3 separate regions of the Mus musculus genome follow, and all the other regions are linked to region 3. A link is a contact called in public promoter capture Hi-C data. All regions are on one chromosome and are shown on one strand. The core of a region is the stretch at or near the end of the contact, and the rest is flanking DNA. Distances in the headings are between cores, read along the strand shown.

What was found. Capture Hi-C pulls out chosen DNA fragments and counts their contacts.
Region 1: a contact with region 3 is called in a promoter capture Hi-C map of pancreatic islet. The contact joins the promoter of Mfap4 here to the promoter of Slc47a2 in region 3. A contact is called at or near these places in 3 of 39 promoter capture datasets (the HPC-7 cell line, embryonic stem cells and macrophages), 13 of 484 Hi-C or Micro-C datasets (the AML12 cell line, Th2 cells, cerebral cortex and 6 more), 12 of 115 datasets of contacts at active chromatin or transcription factors (T-cell acute lymphoblastic leukemia, bone marrow-derived dendritic cells, bone marrow-derived macrophages and 2 more) and 3 of 9 other capture datasets (adipose tissue, liver and pancreatic islet).
Region 2: a contact with region 3 is called in a promoter capture Hi-C map of pancreatic islet. The contact joins the promoter of Usp22 here to the promoter of Slc47a2 in region 3. A contact is called at or near these places in 11 of 39 promoter capture datasets (the 3T3-L1 cell line, 3T3-L1-derived adipocytes, cranial neural crest and 5 more), 8 of 484 Hi-C or Micro-C datasets (B cells, LSK cells, Sertoli cells and 5 more), 10 of 115 datasets of contacts at active chromatin or transcription factors (the 230-238 cell line, T-cell acute lymphoblastic leukemia, embryonic stem cells and 3 more) and 3 of 9 other capture datasets (adipose tissue, liver and pancreatic islet).

The regions. Positions count from the first base shown.
Region 1 is chr11:61,483,240-61,487,332 of GRCm38.p6, reverse strand. It overlaps Mfap4 (microfibrillar-associated protein 4), which reads right to left and starts at 1,902. Exons shown (of 6, transcript NM_029568.3): 1 at 1,848-1,902; 2 at 1,528-1,612; 3 at 1,141-1,295; 4 at 327-423; 5 at 72-254. The coding sequence starts at 1,853.
Region 2 is chr11:61,172,069-61,176,349 of GRCm38.p6, reverse strand. It overlaps Usp22 (ubiquitin specific peptidase 22), which reads left to right and starts at 1,291. Exons shown (of 13, transcript NM_001004143.4): 1 at 1,291-1,635. The coding sequence starts at 1,465.
Region 3 is chr11:61,340,597-61,345,020 of GRCm38.p6, reverse strand. Slc47a2 (solute carrier family 47, member 2) reads left to right here and starts at 2,161. Exons shown (of 17, transcript NM_001033542.2): 1 at 2,161-2,404; 2 at 2,481-2,582. The coding sequence starts at 2,243. It overlaps Slc47a1 (solute carrier family 47, member 1), which reads left to right. Exons shown (of 17, transcript NM_026183.5): 17 at 493-1,621. The coding sequence ends at 719.

The DNA.
Region 1 (4,093 bases), core at 653-3,152, 140 kb before region 3:
TCCTACCCCTTACTGACTCCCCCTACCCCCCCCCCCCCCGCCACTGCCCCTGAAGAAGCTGAGAGGGGTACCTGCCCCGCCATCCTCGAAGCCAGCCACGTAGAGGGTATAGCCATCCTCCTCAGCACTGATGGCGTTGGGGGAGATGGAGAAGTCAATGTACTTGGCATAGGCTGTGTTGTTCTCAAAGTCTTCCAAGTCCACGCGCAGCTCATACTTCTGCTTCAGTGTCAGGAGGTGCAGGTTCTGCAGCCCTAGGGACGGGTGGCAGCCGGTCAGCAGAGACTTGGCTGAGGGGCAGCCCCCACCCCATGGCCCCACCTTACCCAGCCAGTACTCCCCGTCAGCACGGCCAAAGCCCAGCTTGTAGTCGCTCCAGCCCCGGAAGAAACTCACTGAGCCGTTGAATCTTTTCTGGAAAACCTGGAAACAAGTGGACAAGGGGCTGGATGATGGAGGTCCAGTACCCTAGGGTGACTCTTAGCCATTTTGTTAGGGAACTGCTAAAACAGAACACACTCTCTGGCTCCAGGCCTCTCATTGAACATCTGCTGCTGAGAAGGGGGTATCTACCAGGCCCCTTGTCTGCTGAGAGACAGGAAGGGGAAAAGATTAAGAGGGAGCTGGGACCTGTAGACATAGCTTAGTGGCAAAGCACCCACTTAGCTTAGAGGCCCTGGGTTCCATCCCAGCACTGCATGATAAAACCAGCAGGAGGGCCGGGCGTGGTGGCCCACGCCTTTAATCCCAGCAATCGGGAGGCAGAGGCAGGCAGATTTCTGAATTCAAGGCCAGCCTGGTCTATAAAGTGAGTTCCAGGAGAAACCCTGTCTAGAAAACAACAACAACAACAAAAAAACCCAAAACCCATCAGGAGGATCTAGAATACTTGGCTGTGAGTTCATTACTGTGCCCGCCAAGGCTATTAATGCTACTTACCTGGGCTCGCAGTTCCTCATTTAGACAAGGCACCAACCTACCGCTGTGAGGACAGCATGCATTAGCTTCCTCAGGCAAGTAAGTGCTAGCAGCCCTGGATCCAGTCCCCATGAAGATGAAAAATCCACTTCACAGAGATGACAGCCGGGATCGCGCAGCTGCCTGAACCCCATCTGGCCTGAGGCCCCTTTGCCTACTCACCGTCCACTTGCCGCCCTCAGTTGTCATGTCGCAGAAGACGGGCACCGGCACACTGGGGCCATAGGGGTAGATGAGATACACGCCGTCTTCCTGATAGCCCTGGGCGTAGATATCATCACAGTCCAGGGGTTGCTGAAGACAGGACTTCTCCAGAGCTGCGAGTGGCAGTGTGGGGACCGTGAGGAGAAAGACTAAGGCATAAGGACACCCCCCTCCATATCCCAGTTTTGCTCCAGGCCTAAGGGACTCTATCAGGAGAAATCTGGAGATTTCTCTAGGGGGATACCTGCCACTTTGTAGAGGAGGAAGCAGTCCTGCAGAGCCTCACTTAGAATGGCCTCATCCAGCCTGCTGACCAGGCCGTGTCTGTGAATGGGGGCTGCTTACCATCTCCCCGGATCCCAGAGGCTTGCGGGGCGCAGGGGGGAGGCATGGAGAGCAGCATCAGCATCAGTGGCAGGGCTGGGAGGGCCTGGGGATGGGAAATGGGGTGAGTGTAGCCCCCAACATGGGCCAGACGCCTCCCACCTCCCAGGGCTCTCCCTGCCTGAACTCTGCCCTCTGTCTTTTTTACCCCCTCTCAACTTTCAGAGGAAGGCCCAATATCCCCAGAACTTAAGTTTCAAGAGAACTCCACTGAGCTTCGCTGTTCCCTATCTGGCAAGTGGCTTGTCTCCACAAATGGTCTTGATCCTCCAGGCCAGTACCTTCATGGTGTCAGCTCAGTTGAGAGAGGCTGGCTGTCTGGGGCCCCAGACTGCAGCCGCCCACAGTTATGTGTTGGGTCTGAGCCCACAGACCCAGCTCCGCCCCTGGAACTGCAGAATGCCCCCCACCCCCACCCCAACAACCGGCCCCCGGCATCAGCTTACACTGTCAGGGGCCAGAGGACCACCTGGGTCTCATTAGGCCTGTCAGAGAAGCACTGTGAACCAGACATTAACTCCTTACCAGCCGCAACTGTACCCTGGACCCCACTCTGCCTCCTGCCCTGCTGGACTTGTGGGTCCTTTGGCAACCCCCGCTGGCCTCTGCTCACCCCTCTGTTTCCTGACAGGCCCTCTGCAGATGTCTGCTTTCCTAACTAGTCTGCTCAAGAGGTGTCCCTGGGACTGAGACAGGGGTCTTCACTTGGCAATGGGAAGGCTAGGGGAGACGGTCCCAAAGCTCCCTATGAGGGAGCTGCCTGGCCTGGGAGGAGACAGGGCCAGCAGGGGCCCGAAGTCTCCTGGCAAGCTTGGGACATTTCTGAGCCATGAGCAGAAAGATACAGGCGGCCAGCAGCTCTGTCTGCCTCGACTGGAGCCAGGGCCCTCTCCAACTCCTTCCCAGCCCCCTCCCCTGCTGGGTGTCTGTACCCCCCACTCTTTCCCCTCCTACAGTTCCCTGGACCATCTGGGGTGCTTTTGTTTCTCCTCGCTCGGCCCCTCCTCCCTTCTAAGCCCATCTGCTCTCACCGCCGCCCGCCCGCCCGGCTGAGCCTCTCGAGCCCTCTCTCCTCCATCCTGGCTGAGCCCAATGCTGCTTTCCTTGTCCACCTTAAGCCTGGTTTCGGTGTGCCTCCCGCCACCCTGGCCACCCAGTCTCTTCTGATTTTGCTCTCTCCTCCTCCTCCCATTCTCTGTCGGCTGCAAGAGTGTCCCAGGTGCCTGATCTGTGTTCCCCTGTTTAAGCCTCCGGTGGCTCTCCATTCCTTCACGGCTGAGGCCAACATTTCCGACTGGGACTTGAAAGGAATTACCAGTCTGGCTCGACCTCCCTTCAAGCCCGTGCTCCTCGTGACTCCCTACACTTTGTCTGGCTACCCAGACTCCTGGCCAGCAGGCCCCTGGGCCTTTGCCTGGGCTGTTCCTCGTGGCGCCCACCGGCCTTTCCTTTTGTCTCTGAGTGCTAGTGGGTAGTGCTCATTGCCTCCCAGTTCTGCACACTCAGCACCCATCATAAAGCGTATGGATTCACCAAAGACAGATTTTTGTTTTTTTTTTTTGAGCACCTACTATGTGTTACACAATATGTTTGCTGCTGGGGATGCAGAATCAGCCCCTGGAGTGGCCTACGTGTTTTGGACAAAGAACCAAAAATGCCTTGAAGGGACACAAATGTAACAGGTGAGCATGTGAGAGATCCAGAGCAAAGAGATGGCTTAGATCCTTTCTCTCCATCCCTGGAAAAGGAGAAAAGACCCACGAAGAACCCCATTGGGCCTCCTTGACAGTGCCCACACCAACTTGTCCAAGCTGACCTGGAACTCACTCTGTAGACCAGGCTGGCCTCGAACTTAGAAATCCGCCTGCCTCTGCCTCCCAAGTGCTGGGGTTAAAGATGTGTTCCACCACACCCGGCCCAAAGGAGAAATCTTAACCTAATTAAATTCAATGTGAATTTGAGCAATTATAAACAAAGCAACACAAAACAAAAGTGATTTGCAAATTGGGCGGTCCAAGGCGAATTCAGACAACTCCCAGTAATAATAGGATCTGACAGCACTGAGAGGGAACGAGCGTGTGCAGAGACCGCTTAATTGGTTACAGCTTAGTTCCGTAATTGGTTTCAGAGCCGCCTGAAGTTAGTTGGAGTCAGAGTCAGTGCAGGAGCTGAAGCTGAACCAGGGGCCTCCCACAAATGCTATCTGGTGGACTGTAGTCATTAGTTAGCCAGATTCGCTCATCATCGTCATAAACATCCGATGGTTCTCCTTCGAGTGGGTTGTAGTCAACACAGTTTTCACCCTTGTCTGTGGAAGGCAGAGTTGGCCTCCTCACGATAATCACTCTTGCGTTAGTCCAGATTTTTAGCTGGCTCATTGTCCAGTCTCTCATGTGGCTGGGTGAGGTCACAGGTCTGAATTTTGGCCAATAAGATGCAAATGGAAGATGGATGGATCTTGGTTTTTCCTTCTGCTTCTGAAGCTGAGGGAGGGAGACCTAGCTGCTGCCTGGAACATGGGGATGAG
Region 2 (4,281 bases), core at 42-2,541, 170 kb after region 3:
ACCCCCTTCTCTATGCTGTAACTCCTCTCTGGGTGATACTCAAATGCCAACTAAGATAGCATGCTAAGCCATATCTAAGCCTGAATACGACCATCACTGCTCTAAGACCAAGCTGGTACTCATTGGACAAGCCACAACTGCAATTGCTCCTCGGAACCATGACATCAAAATGCCTGTCGGCAATTTTTCTCGGCTGTCTTGTCTGCTAGCTGCTGTTACTGCAGTACACCGATGAACTCTCTACTTCTTCTGCCTTTTCTGTCTTGGAGAATTATTTCACTGCTCCACATCATGGGTACCTGTCTGCCTGAGTTTGACACCTAGCTGTTATCCTGTTTAAGGTATAACAGGAGAGAGGTGTCTATTTACTCGGTATATACAATTTGTAGGGCAGAAGATCAATATTTTCTCTTCTGAGTTGGTTTGCTGCACATCTGTGTAACCCTCAGATAGGAGAGCTAAATGCATCATAGCTCTATACTGTTCCTACTTAATAATAGAGTGTAATGTGGCTAGTACAAATTGAATTGCTATACCAAACCTGTATAACACGATATTTCAAAGCCAATGTAAAAATTTGACTTGATATTCTGTCTTTATTTGACTGCTTGTTAAAATTAATTTTATCTTTCTTGGTGCAAAATATTGTACAAAATGTAGCCACTAAAAAAATTCGTATACCAGTTGGCATTCTAGTTCAATAGGATAACGCTGAATAATATCCTAGGGAAGGGAAGATCTGTATTCTTGCCACGCCCAATCTCCAGCTGTGGCATTGCGGTACCCAACACAGTCGCCAAGATGGCAGTCTCTGCAGAAACGCCCACACTAGGAACTCCAAGGACCAACAAACAGAACCTAGAAACCCTCCTTTCAGAGAACTCGCAGACGCAGGCCCTACCCTGCCCCACCCCTCCGTCGCCCCGCCTCTTTGCGGCAGAGCTCAGGCCGGTGCAAACCGGTTCAGTGGCCTGACTGACACTCAGTTTTACCCAATCCTCAGCACGCCCCGCCTTCCAAGGAGAGACTCGAAACGTCAAATCGCTGGCGTCTCCGGAGGCGGTTCGAAAGCCTATAATAGGCGCAGACCGTGTCTTAGACCGGCAAACCACCAATGGTGTGACGCGAGGGCGGGACCCTGTTGACCCAACCCGAGGCCTTCGGCTTTTCTCTGGAGCCAGCGGGCGAGAGGAGGGCTGATAGGCGGGGTCTAGAGCAGCGGAGCCTGCGCACTAAGGCCGCCGGCCTGGGTGACGTTATCCTTTCCCGCGGACAGCTCCGCCCTGTCCCGCCCAGCCTCGCCCCGCCCTCCTCGAAGTCAGAGGGTGCTGCGCGTGCGGTGGGTGCTGCTGTAGCCTGCCTGAGTTCTCAACGCGGTCTTTGTCCCCCAGCTTTGTTCTCGCCGCCCTGGCGTCGTCCTCGCCCCCGTCGCCGCCTGCCCCGCGCGCCCGGGCCTTGCCCGCCATGGTGGCCAGGCCGGAGCCTGAGGTCGAGGCCATGGACGCTGAGCTGGCGGTACCGCCGCCTGGCTGCTCGCACCTGGGCAGCTTCAAGGTGGACAACTGGAAGCAAAACCTGCGGGCCATCTACCAGTGCTTCGTGTGGAGCGGAACTGCCGAGGCTCGCAAGCGCAAGGTGAGCCCAAGGCTTGCGCCGCTCTGCGGGCTGGGAAGCGGGGAGTGTAGGTGGGAGAGGGAGAGGGGAAGCCTGGTAGTCGTGGGGAGGGAGCCTGGCCTTGCGGGGAGGGCGTGAGGGGAAGCCTTGCCGTGAGGGGGTGGGGCCGAGGAATGGGCAAGGCGAAGCCTCGCGGTGCAGGGAAGGGGCTAGAGGAAGCATCCCGGTGCAGGAAGGGGGACTAAGGAGAACCTCGCAACGTGGGGAGGGGGCTAGAGGAAGCGTCGTGGTGCAGGGAGGGGGCTAGAGGAAGCATCACGGTGCTGGGAGGGGTCCAGGGACCACCTAGTGGACGCTGTTGGGAGTGTGGCGGTGGAACCCACGATGGGAGGGGGAGGGGTATCTGAGTAGGAGGAGGAAGATCTGTCTGGACATTCCATTGAGGAGTATTTGTCTGTAAAGGTAGTGGTGGGGGCCTGGGGTCTGCAGGGTAGTTCCGTGGATAACAGCTCGTTCCCGGGGCTGAGACCCTTCGCGGACACCTGAGGCTGGCAGGGCCTCCGCGCACTCGAGTTGAGAAGCGAGATTTTTAGGACGTAGGAGGTGATTGACAACCGCAGCCTTCGAGAGTGGCTATTTTGTTGTTTTGGGTCCTGTAAATCTCAGCAACTATGATGATTTTATTAGTGATTTGGAGATGGGAAAACATTATTTTCTAATTTAAAAAAAACTTCATAATTACAATTTGATTTTGAAGGTGAAAAGTGGAATAGAAAATTTTGATTGTTTCTATCTTGAGTAGCATTTTATAACGGGAGAACTGACAAATCTGCTGGGTGTTTCATGTTAAGCATCAAACTCTCCCTCTTTAGTTTCTCGAGGCAGGACTTCTCTCTATAGCCCTTGGCGTTCTTTTCTTTTTTCTTTTTTCTTTTCTTTTTGGTTTTTCGAGACAGGGTTTCTCTGTGTAGCCCTGGCTGGCTTCGAACTCAGAAATCCGCCTACCTCTGCCTCCCGAGTGCTGGGATTAAAGGCGTGCGCCACCACGCCCGGCTGCCTTTGGCAGTTCTTAAACTCGATTTGTAGATAGCTGGCCTCTAACTCACACAGATCCACAGGCCTCTGCTTCCAGAACGATGGGATTAAAGGTGAATGCAAACCACACCCCCCCCCACTCCCACCCCGGCCTAAATTCCCCCTTTTTAAATCAATCGTGGCCATAATATAAGTCTTTGAGGGCGTTAAAGGCTTATGTTCTGTAAGAGTCTTTTAGGATTGGAGCAAGAGTTTTGGTAATAGAAGCATATGATAAAAAAATTACTAGAGTTGTCTTACTTTGTATTTTGAGACAGGAGCCTTTCTCTGTGGTCCAGACTTAACCACCCAGTCTTCCTGTCTCAGCCTCGTGAGAACTAGGATCACAGCAGTAAACGGTCACTGATCCATTCTGTTGCTTCTTGGATTGAGATGTGCTATAAAGTCATTTTTACATTGGGATTAAATGGAGGAATCTTCCCCTTTCTCTTTCCTTGTTTTGCTTTCTTCATCTCCCCAGACTCTTAGTTTTGTATAGCACTACACAAGGAAATGAAAAGTTTCCTTTTTAATTAGGGCTGCTCAGCTCAATGTTTAAATCTCCACCGTGCTACAAGTTCTTTGTTAAGTGATCTTCACAGCCAAGAGTTGGGACACCAGGACAACACTCAGAAATTGTGTTGTTTTGGTGGACTAAATTAGGAAATGAAGGCAGATAGCTATGCTCTGAAGGTGCCCAAACTTAAGGTTGTGAACAGAACTTCACTCCTGAAGTTCTCTCCGACTTAGAATGTTTTCATTTTACAAGTCAGTGAGTCATAAAAAAAAAAGAAAAAAAAAGTTTGGCCTTGCATGGTGGTGAAAGAAGAAGAAGAAGAAAAAGAAAAAAACAAAGAATACAAATGACCAGTAAATATCTGGAAAGGTATTCCTCTTCAACCACCAGAGCAAGGCTGGTTAAAACTGTGCTGAAATTCCATCTTACCCCAGGCAAACTAGGTACCCTGAAGAGAAAGGAGAGCAAATGCATGGAGAAGCCTTATGCACAATTGCAGTGGGGATGCAGACTGCTGCAGCCTTCTGTGAACCAGTGGAGAGTTCTCAAAGACCTGGTCACTGAGCCACCACACTCTGAGGTATAGACCCAGAGGTCTCTAAACAAGCACAGCGATGCAGAAAGGGGGACATCTGGGGAGAGGGAGGGGAAGGAGAGGGTAGTATTGGAGGTGAGTTGAACAAGGTACAGTGATAATGTAATAAAATGTCATAATGGGCCAGGCATGGTGGTGCACGCCTTTAATCCCAGCACTTGGGAGGCAGAGGCAGGCGGATTTCTGAGTTCAAGGCCAGCCTGGTCTACAGAGTGAGTTCCAGGACAGCCAGGGGCTACACAGAGAAACCCTGTCTCAAAAAACAAACAACAACAAAAAAAGATGTCATAATGAAACTGCTATATGACAACTTAAAAAAGTGGAGAAGCACCGTAGGTGTCTGTCAGGGTTGTAGCCTGTGGAGTGTGACTTAGGAGAGCCAGCACCTTCATGTGGACGTGGTGGCAAAGGCTCCCTGCATGGCCTGTTCGAGGTTTAACTTCCACTTCATTCCACCAGCTCACAGAGCTAGCTCTCAGTA
Region 3 (4,424 bases), core at 912-3,411:
GCAAGTCAGGTGGAGGAGTGGGTCGGTGTGACTTGGCAATTTTGATGGATTTGTTATGTTTTTCTCTACAGTGCCTTATCTGAAACAAATAAAAACGACTTGAAGGAACATTAATGGTCATTTAAAGGGAAAGCAGACCTTCCCCTGCAGCATCGCCCTAAGATGCTTGCTTGCTTGCTTCCTTCCTTCCTATCTTCTTATCTGTATGTCTTTCTTCCTTTCTTCCTTTCTTCCTTCCTTCCTTTCTTTCTTTCTTTCTTTCTTTCTTTCTTTCTTTCTTTCTTTCCTTCTTTCTGTCTGTCTGTCTGTCTGTCTTCCTCTTTCTTTCTTTCTTTCTTCTTCTTCTTTCTTTTCTTTCTCTCTTTCTTATAACAACTTTTTTCTTGAATTAACTTTCTCCTAGCAACAATCACAAATAATAACCACCACCATCTGTACATATGAAAGTAAGAATCCTTTCAAGCTACTCACTAAGACCCCTTTTCCCCACAGTGTGTCCTGAGAGCCATGGAGAAATTATGATGACGGATCTTGAAAAAAAAGACGAGACTCAGTTGGACCAGCCGATGAACCAGCAACAAGCTTTGCCTATCCGTCCAAAGGACAGCAATAAACTGTCTGGGAAACAGTTGGCCTTACGGAGAGGACTCCTGCTCCTAGGGGTAGTCTTAGTCTTGGTGGGTGGGATTTTAGTGAGAGTCTATATCAGAATTGAATAATGTGGGAATGCCATCAATCCAGCAACTTGGGTGCTCCTCAGTCTGTGAAGTTAATGCTGAACAAATCCACCCCACATTGAAACATCAGGGCTGGGGATACTGCAGACAGCAATATGTTCAGCATGTTCTGGGCCCTCTAACATAAGTTCTCTCTCTCTCTCTCTCTCTCTCTCTCTGTATGTGTCTCTCTTTGGGTGTGTGTTTGAGAGAGACAGAGAGAGGGAGACACCCCCCCAAGAGATATAAACAGAAAGACAAAGAGACATAGATGAGACAGAGGCAGAGGAGATGCTCTGGAGTGGACAATGCCTGCAATATACTTACCTACCAAATACCAGTATTCGAAACATTGTACCAACCGGAATGTTGATTTTGCACCCCTGGGATTGCAGGGAGTCACCTGGAGACTCTAGCTCACTGCCACTGTCCCCATGTTTCCAAAGGATAGTGTCACACATTGTGAACCCAGGAAAAGCTCCCCGTTCAAAAACAGTCTCTTCTGAATGCGTGTCACTTTTGCATCAATGTTAAAGTTGAGCCCCTGGAAAGTGAATCACTGTTTAAGTCTGGGCCCACGTGCAGTTTTGAACATAGAGACAATTCAGAGCCAGTCATTATAGTTAACAGAATTCAACTGTGCCCATGGGAATTATGAACTGAGAATTCAAAAATTTTGTTTCTCTAATAAATAAGGTAAACACCATATAGTGCAATGTGGGGGAGACTATGGGGGAGTATTAATTCATCTGCCACTGTCAAACATGCACTGCTGTCTACTGTCTTCATTCCGGGCTGGAATTCCTATTTCTTCTGCCTATTGTTTTCTATGCTACAAAACTATATCTGAACTGCTTCTATATTCTTGCTGTGTGACTTCTATTAAATACATTTTATGATATGTCTCTGGGCTGTAGATTATTATTCCGTGAGCAAACAGCGTTTATAAATCATCAGAGGAAGCTCAGATTCCCCTGGGAGAGGGGTGCAGGCAACGGGAGGTCTCTGGAGCTGTAAAGCGATGAAGACCCAGAGTGACAATCCCCCTGGTGGTGGCCATTGGACAAAGCTTGAACAAAGTCGAAGCCCAATTCTTCCAGCCTCTGAAGGGTTGATTAAGTACACACGGATAATTCAGCAAACTTCCAAAGTACAGAAAATGAACACAATTAGAAACGTCAGTCACTATGAGTGTAAAACGGCTCAATTTATTTTTTCTTTTGGTGGTTGGGGCTGGGGTTGGAGTCTGCTACAGGCAGGCATTCCTCATTGAGCTACACCAGCAGCTACACAGTGGCGTTTGGATGGGACCACCTAAACCATCCCTCAGCTTAATTCTTGTTGTGTCTATAAGCACCCAGGCCGAGGCTTGTGCCGCGCGCTGCGCTCGGCGACGGTTGGATTTGGACGCGGCGCCCGGGGCGGGGTGGCGCGTGGGGCGGTTCCCGCCCGGCTCCCTGCACTTCGCAGTGGCTACTCGACTCACGGCTCCACGTGTGGATCGCGCCACTATCTGAGCCTGTGCCATGGAGCCGGCCGAGGACAGCCTGGGAGCCACCATCCAGCCCCCGGAGCTGGTCCGCGTCCCACGGGGGCGCAGTCTGAGGATCCTGCTGGGCCTTCGAGGAGCGCTGTCCCCCGACGTGAGACGGGAGGCGGCCGCGCTAGTGGCGCTCGCGGGCCCGGTGGTGAGTTGGACCCCGAGCTGCGGGCGCGGGGCGACCTCAGGCGGCCCGAGAGTGACCGCCTCTCTGCTCCTTGCAGTTCCTGGCGCAGCTGATGATCTTTCTCATCAGCATCGTCAGTTCCATCTTCTGCGGACACCTGGGCAAAGTCGAGTTGGACGCCGTGACACTCGCTGTTTCCGTAGGTGCTAACTGTTTCAGCTGATGATGTGGTAAAGCCGGAAAGCTTTAATGTGTTTTTATTTGTATAGCGCTGGAAATGGCCTCAGTGCCAAGAATCCGAATTAGAACTGCAGGGTCTGGGTCTGACCCACCGTGCTACTATGATCTTCAGATTTGGGAAGAGAGCGAGTTCAGAGTAAATCCCCGCTTCACCCCCTCCCAACCCCCAGGCACTGCGTCCTGGGGGGACATGAAAGGAGTGTCCCAAGCAGACCACATGGTGCACAGCTACCCTAAATGAACTTTGTGTCCCCACTTCTGAAACCAAACCACCAAAGCTATTAGTTACACGGTTCATTAAGATTGCATGTAAAGTGTCTTTCTTCCTCATGGCTTGCAATCCCGCGTCCTTAGAAGCCTCTCTCCATCTGCTAGCAAGGTAGTGGAAAGCAGCTCGCTTGCATTTGATCCTCACTTTCAGACAGGAGAGAAACTCTTCCTCCAAGGGAGGTGATGGCGACTGGGTCCTCCCCTATTTCCGAAAGTGTCCCTTCTGCCCGCTAGGATGTTGGAATGCCCTGTGCAATAGTGGAGGTCCGCAGTTTCTCTTTCAGTATAATGGAGGAGAGAGACCTGGCGCTCGCTCTCTCTCTCTCTCTCTCTCTCTCTCTCTCTCTCTCTCTCTCTCTCTCTCTGTGTGTGTGTGTGTCTCAGTTTATGTATGGATCTATAACTGTACTGTCAGAATTATAGTTTTAGTTTTCTCTCTCTCTCTCTCTCTGTGTGTGTGTGTCTCAGTTTATGTATGGATCTATAACTGTACTGTCAGAATTATAGTTTTCTCTCTCTCTCTCTCTCTCTCTCTCTCTCTCTCTCTCTCTCTCTCTCTCCTCTTTCTCTGTTGTTGTTGTCTGGCAATTTCCTTTCCTTTTCCTGTTATGTCTCTAGAGTTTCGATGTAAAAACAACAGGAATAAATGCGACCCACAGTGAGACAGGAGGCTTGGCGGTGGTCCGTGGGAGCACCAGTGTGTTCTACAGACAGGGCTTTCTGCAGATAAGGGCAGGACAGTGAGAGCCACTGTCAGCCCTTCATAAATGAGTCAAGGAGATATGTTGCTTTTAGTGAATGTTACCTTGTAACTAATTGTTGGGAAGGTAGTGGCCCAGTGGTTAGATATGTTAAGTTTTATACATTTTGTTTTTGAAACAGGGTCATGCTCAGTAGTCCAGGCTGGCCTTGAAGTTTCAATATTCTTGCCTCCATTGGAATTACGGGCCTAGTCATTTTTGTCTCATCTTTTGTTGTAATGCTGTTCCTGGTGAGAGAGAGAGAGAGAGAGAGAGAGAGAGAGAGAGAGAGAGAGCTCTGACTGTGCTCAGTCTGGTAGAAGCTTGAACAAACCTGGGCTATAGAGGATGACTGGTATTCTAAGCCAACCAAAGGCAGTTAGTTACAACAATAACAACAACCAACCAAACAAACAAACAAACAAATAACAGAACAAAGACACTCTCATGTGTCAAAGTAGGGCAGGGGTGGTATACACCTTTAGTTCCAACCCTTGGAGGGAGGCAGGCAGGCAGGTCTCTGAGTTCAAGGCCAGCCTGGTCTACAGAGCAAGTTCCAGGACAGTCAAAGCTACACAGAGAAACTCTGTTTAGAAAAATAACTTTTTGTTTGTATGTTTGTCTGAGACATGTTTTGTTTTGTTTTGTTTTGTTTTGTTTTGTTTTGTTTCTGTGTAGTTCTGGCTGTCTGGGAACTCTCTGTAGAGACCAGGCTGGCCTCGAACCCCGAGATCCACCTGATTCTGCCTCCTACTGAGTACTGGGATTAAAAGCACACACTACCACTTTTT